2 separate regions of the Sus scrofa genome follow, and region 2 is linked to region 1. The links are chromatin contacts, called in public Hi-C maps. All regions are on one chromosome and are shown on one strand. Each heading gives the region's core, a stretch centred on a gene start, on an enhancer-like site or on the middle of the called end of the contact. The rest is flanking DNA. Distances are from core to core; before and after follow the strand shown. Region 1 overlaps LOC106504591 (a long non-coding RNA gene). Region 2 overlaps LOC100739688 (a long non-coding RNA gene).

The links. Hi-C and Micro-C count contacts between places; a contact is called where the count stands out from the background.
Region 2: a Hi-C map of retroperitoneal adipose tissue shows a contact between it and region 1, with 3 times the contacts expected there. The contact joins two enhancer-like sites. A contact is called at or near these places in 22 of 47 Hi-C or Micro-C datasets (adipose tissue, alveolar macrophages, brain and 13 more) and 2 of 2 datasets of contacts at active chromatin or transcription factors (alveolar macrophages and skeletal muscle).

What each region holds. Positions count from the first base shown.
Region 1 is chr8:11,483,245-11,488,956 of Sscrofa11.1, reverse strand. All of the region lies in intron 2 of LOC106504591 (a long non-coding RNA gene), which reads right to left. Among named protein-coding and RNA genes, the nearest start is that of TAPT1, 70 kb to the right of the region's middle. Within about 2 kb of position 2,551, at least 9 of the 83 cell types and tissues checked have an H3K27ac peak or open chromatin away from gene starts, as enhancers often do. A contact at or near this core is called in retroperitoneal adipose tissue, where this site is marked.
Region 2 is chr8:12,396,320-12,402,031 of Sscrofa11.1, reverse strand. It overlaps LOC100739688 (a long non-coding RNA gene), which reads left to right. Exons shown (of 8, transcript XR_304761.3): 6 at 3,191-3,415. Among named protein-coding and RNA genes, the nearest start is that of QDPR, 150 kb to the left of the region's middle. Within about 2 kb of position 3,176, at least 37 of the 83 cell types and tissues checked have an H3K27ac peak or open chromatin away from gene starts, as enhancers often do. A contact at or near this core is called in retroperitoneal adipose tissue, where this site is marked.

The sequences.
Region 1 (5,712 bases), core at 1,302-3,801:
CTTTCCACAATGTGAAGATGCGATTAGAAAATGGGCCTATGCAACTCAGCAGTGACCAGCCATGCTGGCACCTTGATCTTGGATTTCCACCTTCCAGAACTAGGAGATCCAAGTTTCTGTTGTTTAAAAGTCACTCCGTTTGTGCTATTGTGTTAGAGCAGCCCAAGCTGACCAAAATACAAGGCTAGGTCATAAAAGATACGGTTGCTTCTGCCTTACTCTCTTAGACCAATTGCTCTGGGAGAGCCAGCTTCCAGGTCATGAGGCCCCTCAAGCAGCTGCATGGAGAAGCCCACACAACAAGGAACTGATGCCTCCCACCAACAGCCAGCACCGACCTTCCAGCCATGCGAGTGAGCGATTGTACCAGAGGACCCTTCAACCCCCGTCGAGCCTTCAGAGGACTGCGGCCCTGGCATCTCCACCATGACCTCATGAGACACTCCCCTCCCCAAGTGAGAACCGCTTAGCTTAGCTGCCCTCCAAATCCTGGCCCATGCACATGATCTAAGATCATACGTTTTCATGGGTGCTTGAAGTCTCTGAGTTTTGGACGAGTCTGCTCTAGAGCCACAGATAACTACAGTGATAGAACAGCCTGGCTCCAAAGCCTGTTTTCTTCATTGTTCTGCAAAAGAATTGAAGACGAACGAGGAAACAACTTCCTCCTCCTGTCACCATAATGTTATTTAAAGCCAAGTTTCTGTGCCACCTGCCATTACCTCCGCTAACACTGTGGTACAGTTCCCAACTTGAGAAATACAGGGGTAGACAAGAGAACATGGGGTTCGAGAAAGATATATCGGGATGAAAATCCTGGCTTAGTCCAGGTTTTACTTTGAGCATGTCCCCAAAAAGGCCATCATCACTGGAGAGACAAATACTAACTTTTTCTTTTTCTTTTTTTTGGAGGGGGTGTGGTTAGGGCCACACCCACAATCGTGGCATGTGGAGGTTCCCAGGCTAGGGGTTGAATCAGAGCTGTAGCTGCTGGCCTACACCACAGCCACAGCAATGCCAGATCCAAGCCTCATCTGCAACCTACATCACAGCTCACAGCCAACGCCAGATCCTTGACCCACTGAGCGAGGCCAGGGATCAAACCCGAAACTTCATGGTTCCTAGTCAGATTTGTTAACCACTGCACCACGACAGGAACTCCCCAATAAAACTTTATTTATAAAACTGGGCAGAGGCCGGATTTGGCCTGAGGACCATAATTTTCTGCTCCTGTTCAGGATTATCTTGGGCGCCAGTTACCACGTGTTATTTCTCCTCCTCTGTATCTGGATGTACTCTTCCCTCTCTCCGTGTTACTCCTTCCTTTCTCCTGAACTGCTTCTCTCCCGCCAATCACATGCTTTCCTCCACTCAAGCATGACCTCCCTGGGGGACGATGCTATTCATGACTTTAGACCCTTACAGATCCTCCTGCCATGTGCTTCCCCAGTGCCTGTCCTCTATCTGACCCTCATCTCCCTGCACTGTAATTCCGTGTCTCTGACTCCCTTCCCTGACAAACTGGGAGCTCTGTGACGGTGGGGATTGGGTTGGCCTCAGGCCCCATTTGATTCCTGGCCCAATTCCTGACACGTAGTGGGTGCTGTATAAGCTGGGGGGAAGGAATTATTGATCTTACAGAGAGCATCTAAGACACTCTTGGACCACTTCACACTTGTCTGCCTCGTTCACAACTTTGCTGAAAGTGACCTTGTTCCCAAGAAATGGCTCCTAAGCCTGTATATGTTGTTAAACTCACAGGCAGTCTTGCCTCTATGTCATAGCGCAAGACGCTCCAAAGGAGGAAGTGCCTGTGAAATTTGTGTTTCAGGCACTTTCATTCTCTTGCCACCCTTTCCCCACAACGGTGACCTTTACATTCAGCCTGAGTAGAAGTGGGGTTGTCAGAACATCAGGTTACATTATGCGATGCAGCTCTTTGTGCCTCTTAAAGACAGAAGTTCCAACATGGGCTGCACGGCGGGGAAGCTGCCCCGATGATGTTCTCGAAACCACGGCTGCCAGGATGGAATCCGGAAGCGGGTCAGCAGTCAAGAAGCCACATGCTTCTTGGAAATCCGTTTCCCTGAACACGGGTCCTCATTTCTGCTTCCCGAAAATAAGTAACCCCTGGCTCTTGCGTGGCCTTGCTTCTTCAGGGGGACAGGAGCGGGGCTCGGGCTTGCGGGAGCGGGGTGGAATGGTGCTGCAGGGCTTATTTTTCTCTTCTTGTTCTGAGGGGCTGTGTACTGGGATCTTCAGAGAATTGTGGAGTCCTCGGTTGTCCCACCTAAACGGAGGCTCAGAGGCTCTGAAGCTGGCAGGCAGCTGCTCCTCCTGGACACAGTCCATCCCTCCACCTTTTTGGTAACTGTTCGATTATCTGCCCCCACCTCCGTGGATAAGCAGCTCAAAGGCTGGGCTAAGCCGCTCCTGGAGACCCTTCCAGCTCCGGGTCCTGCAGCCCACTTCTTCAGGGTAGTTTCAGAGGCAGAGCTGCGAGGACCAGCAGTGGAGAGGGAGGCAGGAAGGGGAGGGGATTGAGCCCTAAAGGATGAGTCAAGGGCTTCTCCACGGGCTGTTGTGTGGCCATCAAACAAAGACCTCGTGCTCTGCTCTCAGCCCCAAAGAATTTGCCCAGCCCCAAGGAATTTTTTCTCAAGTCTGAGAAAAAAAGATGAGAAGCTAGCACTCCAGACACACAGAGTTCGTAAGTGCATAGAACAAGCACAGCGCCTGGCTCGCTCCTTGGGAGACTTCAGTGCAGCACTAATCAAATCAATTTTCCTGGACTTTTACCCCAACAGAGTCCAACTGAAATAATAATGGCCCCTGTGCAATATCAGTTTTTAAAGCCCACTTGCCTGCAGACAGGCCAAGTCACCTAATGATAATGAAATACATTACTAGGCACTGACTATTTTATTATTATTATTATTATTATTTTCTTTTAGGGCTGCACCCAGGGCATATGGAGGTTCCCAGGCTAGGGGTTGAATCAGAGCTATAGCTTCCGGCTCATGCCACAGCCACAGCAACGCAGAATCTGAGTCACATCTGCAACCTACACCACAGCTCATGGCAATGCCAGATCCTTAACCCACTGAGCAGGGCCAGGGATCAAACCTGCAACCTCATGGTTTCTAGTCGAATTTGTTTCCGCTGCGCCAGGAGCTCCCAACTCTTCTGATTTTTGCAATCTTCTAAAGAGTATCATTTTCTGGAGTTCCTGTTGTGGCTCAGCAGGTTAAGAACCTAACTAGTATCCATGAGGATGTGTGTTCAATCCCTGGCCTCACTCAGTGGGTTAAGGATCTAGCGTTGCAGAAGCTGCCACATAGGTCACAGATGCAGATCCTAAGTGGCCGTGACTGTGGTGTAGGCCGGCAGCTGCAGCTGATTCGACCCCTAGCCTGGGAACCTCTCTATGGTTCGGGTGGGGCCCTAAAAAGACCAAAAAGAAGGAAAGAAAGACAATTATTTTCCGTCGGGATGAGCTCTACCTGAGTGTTAAACTCATCTCCGCCACTCTGGTCAAATGTGCTTTAGTTTCCTTCCCCGTAAAATGGAACCAAAAATACTATTCGCTTCATAGGGTTACCAGAGAATGAAATGAGTTAATAAATGTAATAGTACCTGGCACATAAGTGTTCAGTAAATACGGGTCATTATCTTTAGCTTACATTAAGTGATTTTTAAGATCTTCATTCGAGAAATATCCTGTGTAGTGGCATCTAATTTTTTTTTTTTTTCCTGCCAGACACTTATTTCTTCTCCTTCTGCAACAGCCTCCCATTTTTCTCTACAAATAATTCCTTTTCCACTGCAGCGTCTGCCTGTCAAGGACATTTGCGTCCCCTAGCTATAGGGTATATATGTGGCCCAAAGCAGGTCAATCCTAATTTCTCCTGCATCCTATACTCTTCAAAGCCTGGCTCATCTGCTTTCCCTCTGATTCTACAGCTCTTCTGTGTTCTTCCAATAATATCTTTTTTTGCACAAAGCAGGGGCAGGGAGGAGGGAATTTGGGAGGTAATTTAGCAGACAGTTAACAAGTTAATCAGTTTCTGTTGTTGCAACCAAAGATCTTTAACACATATATCGTTGGAAATGGGCATTTTAACTTATTCTTTCTAAATAACAAAACTGGCTCACACACACACTGACTCTGTGTCTAGACCTTTATTACGTGGTTACACTGAACACGTCTTTGCAACAGTAGGTGTCATTAGCCCCATTTCACACATTTAGAAAGTGAAAACCTAGATTTTCATGCCAGCTCACCCAGTCGGTGGCTGTGCATCCTCAAGCAAGGCTTTGAACTTCTCTGAGTCTCCGCATCCTGATGTGCGAAGTGGGGTTGGTTGCACTGCCCACCCCTTGGGTAGTTTTGAGAGTCAAACAAGATAATGGAGATAGAAAGCATTTTATGGGAGTTTGGGGTTAGGAGATGCAAACTATTATATTTATAATGGATAAGCAATGAGGTCCTACTGTACAGCACAAGAAACTATACCCACTCTCTTGAGACATATCGTGATGGAAGATAATATAAGAAATGCAGTGTGTGTGTGTGTGTGTGTGTGTGTGTGTGGTATATGTGTGTCTGTGTGTGTGTGTGTATGACTGGGTCACTTTGCTGTACAGCAGAAATTGACACAAGCATTGTCAACAAACAATACACTATATATAAAAAAAAATTTTTTTACGCACTTTGTAAACTGGGAGTTCCCGTCGTGGCGCAGTGAAAACGAATCCGACTAGGAACCATGAGGTTTCAGATCCCTGGCCTCACTCAGTGGGTTAAGGATCCGGCGTTGCCGTGAACTGTGGTGTAGGTCGCAGACGCAGCTCAGATCCTGCGTTGCTGTGGCTGTGGCATAAGCTGGAAGCTACAGCTCTGATTCAACCCCTAGCCTGGGAACCTTCATATGCCATGGGTGAGGCCCTAAAAAAAAAAACAAAAAAAGCACTTTGTAAACTGGTTAAGTGTCATATAAATACAAAATTGCATTATGATTCTCCTTGGCCAAAGGATGTATTTTTAACTCCTCTTCCTGGTGCCTAATTTAAGCCGTTTGTTCTTTCTGCATAAAAATAATGATTTTTAAAAGGCAGATTTTCACATGCCAGTCCCAACTAATACACAGTCCAGGATAATGGCTTTCTCCTCCTTGGAAGCAATGCTGCACTTTGTGGATTTCCTCGCGGCTTCATTCCCTTGCCAGATCGATCATGGCCGAAGCTTGTATCCTCCGCTCTTCTGATCAAACTTAGAGCTCTTTTCTCTCCTTTCACTCTTATTTCCCTCCTGTCTTTCCCAATCTCGCAGCTCCCCAAGGACCAATAAATGCCAGCAGTGACTACACACAGGCTTATGAGGGTATTTTAGGAAATTAGAGATTAGATCCAACTTTCTCTATCAGACTGAGATTCAGATGAAGATTTTCCAGTCTACTGAGGATTATATAGAGAGTAAGTGCGACTAGTGAAAATTAGGAATATAATTTCTAAATGCCAGTATTTTTAATAGGCAAATAATGCAGGAGATCAGGCTGCAGTGTATTAGCAAAGAATAAAGAAAAATGAGAGGAAGATAAACATTATTCCACTCGCGGAAGACAAGACGAATAGTCCTATTGACCCACACTGCCATCTTGTGGTCGGTTTTCAAATAGGGCTGAGTTTCCCGGTGGTGACTGCATTCGCTGG
Region 2 (5,712 bases), core at 1,927-4,426, 910 kb before region 1:
TTGTCACTTGTGGGGGAGGGAGGGGTCCTTATCAGGAAGCTCAGGTCAGCCGGCACCACCCAGTGCACACACATCCACCTTGCCCAGTCTCCCACAGTTTCCTTCGACAGAGTTCTTGCCTCTAACATTCACCATCAGTGCAAGAATCCTGGAGAAACGGCTTCTCCCAACGTCTCGGCATCAGTGTGCATCTGGATATTCCCTTGCGTCTGTGCCATCGAGATCTGAAGAGTGACCATCTCAGGCAGCCCTAGTCCCCCTGAGCGTGGTGTGATCATAGCTGATACTCTTTTTATTTGTATGATTATTTATTATTTGCGGCAGCCCCTCTGCCCCCAATGCCGACGCCCTGAGGGTGGGGACCTGTTCTTGTATCCTGCTAGAACAGGGCCTGGACACTCCATAAATATTAGGCAAATGGATTCCAAATTTACAAAGACCCTAGCCTTTCAACCAAGAGAAAAGAAAAGAACCTTCTAAGATGCTCGGTATGTAGGTCTGGCCGGGTTGCTCTACGGCGTGGTAGGGAGTTGAGATGGGGAAACTTCATTTTGATAAATGTGATTCCGAGGGGCCCTTGGAAGGGTCCCCTCATTGCCTGGGTCTCTCAGGTGGACTAGCAGAAAGTCCAGGAGGAAGGTCCAGGCAGGAGTGAGGCCGGTGGAGGACCATGCATCGAGCTGAGCAAGGTGAAGGCAGAGCAGGGGAAGGAAGATGTGGCCTGAGGAAATGCAGCAGCTTTGGGGCTACAGGGTCAACCTCTTTAAAAAAGACTGTTTTATTTTCAGATTGTAAATTCCTGCAGCCTCACAGTAAAACTAAAACAAAAAGACAAGGAGGAAAGACATCAATGTTAATCCTGCCACTTGGTCCTAACGACTGTGAACATGTTAGCAAGTTTCTTCTCTCTTTTTTTCCCCTCTACACTTGTACTTCACTTATTTTGGTTTAAAATATTTGATCGCATCAGGTGTACCCCTTTTGCACCCTGCTTCCTTCACTTAACACCATTTGAAATGCTTTTTTTCCATTTAGTGTCATTAAAAATACTTTGAAAATGTCTTTTTGATGGTTATGTATGCTTCCATCTTCTGGTTATGTCGTAAGCCCTATTGTTGTATAACTTGCCTCTGTCTTTTTGTTTTTTTTTTTTAAGTAATCATAGCAAATGAGTGATGGTAGTCTTTGCGTGTAAATTACCAGCTGCAATTTTGGTGATTCCATTCGGGTGCATTGCCAGACGTGGACTTACTGAGCTAAAGGGTAGGACTCTTTCACAGACCTTGAAGCATGTGGCCACACTGTTTTTGCAGAAGGACTGTGACAATTTACACGGAGGGTTTTATCGTAAGACTCTTCTGGGAACAGAACAGGATTTGCTAACTCTGGAGAGAACCACTTCTTGAAAAATCTGGATGAGAATTTCAGGCTTTGTAAACCAGATGGATTTTAGGTTTCCCTCACACTCTTTGTGTTCACTGACCTTCTAGTCTCCTGCAGTAAGTGTAAGCATGGCATTGGGAAAATTCCAGACTGTGTCCATGGAGCTCAGAGCCGACAGTAAAGGGAATTCTGTGCATTCCTGGGACAGAGCTGCTGAGGGGAGGGGGTGTCAGGCCAGGGGCCAGCCCACTGTACAGGAGGAGAATACTTGAGACACTCAAGGGAGAGGTGACACTGTGGGGAAGAGTGGACCAAAGCCTTAGAGGTTCCAGATTTTAAGGTCAGTGGGCTCTCCTGGTGTTCATTTAAACAGGACCCATATTGTCTTTGATGGACATTATCACAAACAAACACTTTTTGTCTGTTTTATGCACGAGGGGTCTATTTGATTTGGAAGGGGGCTCCTCTGAGGCCCCTTTCTACATTGACATTTTCTGGGTTTATAGGTAGGTTTTTACTATCCCATTTGATGGATAGGTAAATCAAGGCATTCACAGAGAGCTGGCTTTGCACTTTAGTAGCTGAGTGATTTGAGGCAAGTTAAGTTTTCTGAGCCTCCATTTTCTCATTTCTTTCTTTCTTTCTTTCTTTCTTTTTTTTTTTTCTTTTTAGGTCCGCACATGCAACATATGGATGTTTCCAGGCTAGGGGTCCAATCGAAGCTACACCTGCCAGCCTACGGCATAGCCACAGCAAAGCCACAGCCACAACAACACAGGATCTGAGCCGCGACTGCCACCTACATCACAGCTCACCACAATGCCGTATCCTTAACCCACTGAGCGAGGCCAGGGATCGAACCCGCCACCTCATGGTTCCTAGTCGGATTTGTTTCCTCTGAGCCATGACTAGAACTCCCATTTTCTCATTTCTAAGGTGGGAGGGATAGTGTCCACTCAGCAGGGCTGTTATGAGGATGGGAACCAAATGCCAACTTCTTGACTCGAGGCCAGGCTCAGGCTTTGGGAATTAGCATCTAAACCACATTTGCCAAATTCTGACTTTCTCTTTCTCTCCCAGGCTGGCCCCACACTTGTCATGATTAATTGATTAATTGTCATGATCAATTTAGGCATAGACGAGGAAAAGAAATGTGTGCATTGATTGTGTAGCCAGTGGAACTTCGGGTCTGTTGGGACAGGCGGCTTTGTGAGCTGTGGTGTAGGTCGCAGACGTGGCTTGGATCTGGTGTTGCTGTTGGATCAGCCGCAGCTCCGATGAGACCCCTAGCCCAGGAACTTGGATGTGCCATGGGTGTGGCCCTAAAAAGAAAAAAAGAAAACAAAACAAACAAAAAAAAACATGCAGCTTCACCGTGGTGATCTTTCATAATAGCAGTGTTTCTTTTGTAGCCTGGGAGAAAAAAACCTTTTGTCCCTTCTGTTAAGGAACTAAAATCTGGTCCCACAGAGTCTCTTGCAAACTTTCCTTGCTTCCCAACTTGATCCTAACATGCTGTGTGATTTTAGGAATCCCTCATTACCTCTCTGGACCCCTCCTTCCTGTAAAAAGGGGGATTGGGTCAGGTGACATTAATGGATCTTTCAGCTCTGCAGTTTTTAAATTCTATCAGGATTTAGGAGTAAAAAACTTTCTGCAGAAAAAAAAAATGACCATCATCCAAAGTTGGCCACTTGGGGTCGCTAGTGATCTGAGAGACTAGCTGGTGAAGGCGTAAGAGCGTGTGGCACTTCAGCGAAGAGATTCTGGGTGGGTTATGAAATTTTCTTTTTGTCTCTTCCTTCAGCTCCAAGATTCATCTGAAGGCGTGATCACATCCTCAATGTTGAGTGGACTATGAACCGGCTGCCAGAGACAGGGTTCCAAGCCGGGCCAGGCCCATCCCAATGCCCACCCGAAAAGACGGGACAGAGGAAAGAAAGAAACAAAATCCTGGGGCTCCATTGGCTTTCTTTTTGACTCCAGCTGAAGTTGCTGCATAGTGTGGCCTTGCCAGTCCTCGCCTTGAAAAGTAGGTCTTGCGAAGTGAAACTGCGTGGCACAAAACATGCCTTAGAGAGGCGGGGTAAACCTTTGTCTCCAAGAGTCAGGAGTTAGCAAAGGCAGATGCACGGGAAAAATTCCCGCCCAGGAGCTGCTGGGTGTCCCTCCTGGCAGTTTTCCTGGTGGGCCAGTGGTTGAGGTGGAGGAGGGGCAGCCCGGGAGGTCCCTGCAGAAAACAGGGAGGGATCACTGAACAAGAAAGAAGTAAAATAAAACAAAGATCTAAAAAGCTCAGGATCCGCCCACGCAGGGGACAGGGTCCCAGCAGCATACTTAGCGCAGGCCAGGCCCCTCTGGAAAGTTGGCTGAACCTTGCCCTCTGGGCACAAGGAAAAGCAGCTCTCCTGCCAGGACCGCTGTATAAACATCCTTTTCCTACAGGATCTCGTGGCTTGGGGTTCCAGTGGAGGGCAGGGAAGGTGTCCTAATGCAGACAGATTTCAAACTCCCGCTGTCCCTTTTCAGATCATAAATTACTGTTAATTTTGTTTACACCCCAGCCCCCTTCCTCTCTTAATAGTTAGAGAAAGAGCAATCACGACAAAATCAAGGCTCCAAGGGGTATATGGCAGCCCCGCTCCGCTGGCTGAGAAGCAGCCAAGTGTTGCCTCATCCTGCACTTCCCTGCAACAAAAGTTAAATATTTATGTACCACAGGTGCCTCGCCTTGCCTCCTGCAATATCCTTTTGTAGTTTTGCTGTCAGGGAGCAGTGCGAGAGCTTCCATTTCTGTTTAACTGGAAAGGGAAACTTGGTTTGTTTGTTCCCTTTCTCTCCCTCCTCCAACTCCAGGAGGCTCCATGAGCCAGGCTGGGAGGCCTGGGGTGGAGGCTGCTGAGAAGTCGACCCAGGATCTGTGTGGTTTCTCCTTGTTCAGGCATCACCTTGTTTTGTAGTAAGCACTTCCCGGGGCCCTTTGCCCAAGCCATCCTTGCCTGAGAGGTATGCCCGAGCTTGAAGTTGGTTGGGTCTGGGTTTCAATTCTAGGTCAACCCACTTATTTAGCTGGTGACTCGCTCTCTTAGAGTCTCAGTTCTCATCTTTAAAATGGGGATAATAATAATATTTTCCTAAGAGAGTGGTTGGGAAGATGAAAAATAGTGTATAAAAAGTGACTGAGGCCACGTGAGATTTTGGTAAATGCCAGGTCTTCTAAAACATTTTTGTTGAAATGTAGTCAATTTACAAAATTATGTTTGTGTTGGGTATACAGCAAGGTGTTTATATATATGTGTGTGTGTGTGTATATATATATATATATACACACACACTTTTTAGTGTCAGGTATACAGCAAAGTTATATATATATATGTGTGTGTGTGTGTATATATACACTTTTTAAGATTCTTTTCCATTATAAATTATTATAAGATGTTGAGTACAATGCCCTGTGCTGTACTGTAGGTTTTTGTTGGTTATCTATTTTACATGTAGTAGTATGTACATGTTAATCACAAATTCCTAATTTATCCTTCCAGGCCCTCTCTCCCCTTCAGTAACCATAAGTTTGTTTTCTATGTCTGTGAGTCTATTTATGTTTTGTAAATAACTTCATTTGTATCCTTTTCTTAGATTGCACATATAAGTGCTATCATATGGTATTTGTCTTTCTCTTTCCGGCTTACTTTCACTTAGTATGATGATCTCTAGGTCCTTCCATGTTGCTGCAAATGGCACTGTTCCATTCCTTTTTATGGCTGAGTAATATTCCACTTTGTATATGCACCACATCTTCTTTATCCATTCATCTGTCAGTGGACACTTAGGCTGCTTCCATATCTTGGCTGTTGTGAATAGTGCTGCTATGATCATCGGGGTGTAAATGCCAGTTCTTGCTTCTTTCTTGATTGTGTTTCCAAGATAGTAGCCATCACCCACATGTGGCTATTGAGCACTGGAGAAGAGCTGGAAGTTAAAATACACAAAGGATTTCAAAGACCTAACAAAGAAAAAAAATTTTTAAAAATCTCATTACTAATGTTTCATACTGATTACATGTTGGAATGACAATCCATTCTAATAATGGATTAAATAAATACATTTTTAAAGTTAGCCTTCATTTTACTCTTTAAAAGTGTGGATATGGGAAGAGTTTAAATGATGCCTGTGGCTTGTATTTGGGGCATCCATTATATTTCCATCAGGCTGCCTTGCTCACCAATTCCTCTATTCAAAATTGTTCCTTTCTTCAAAGCCTAGCTCAAGCTTTCCTGTCTTCATGAGGCAGTAAGGTCAATCTCTTCCTTCTCTGAAATCTGCTGGAGG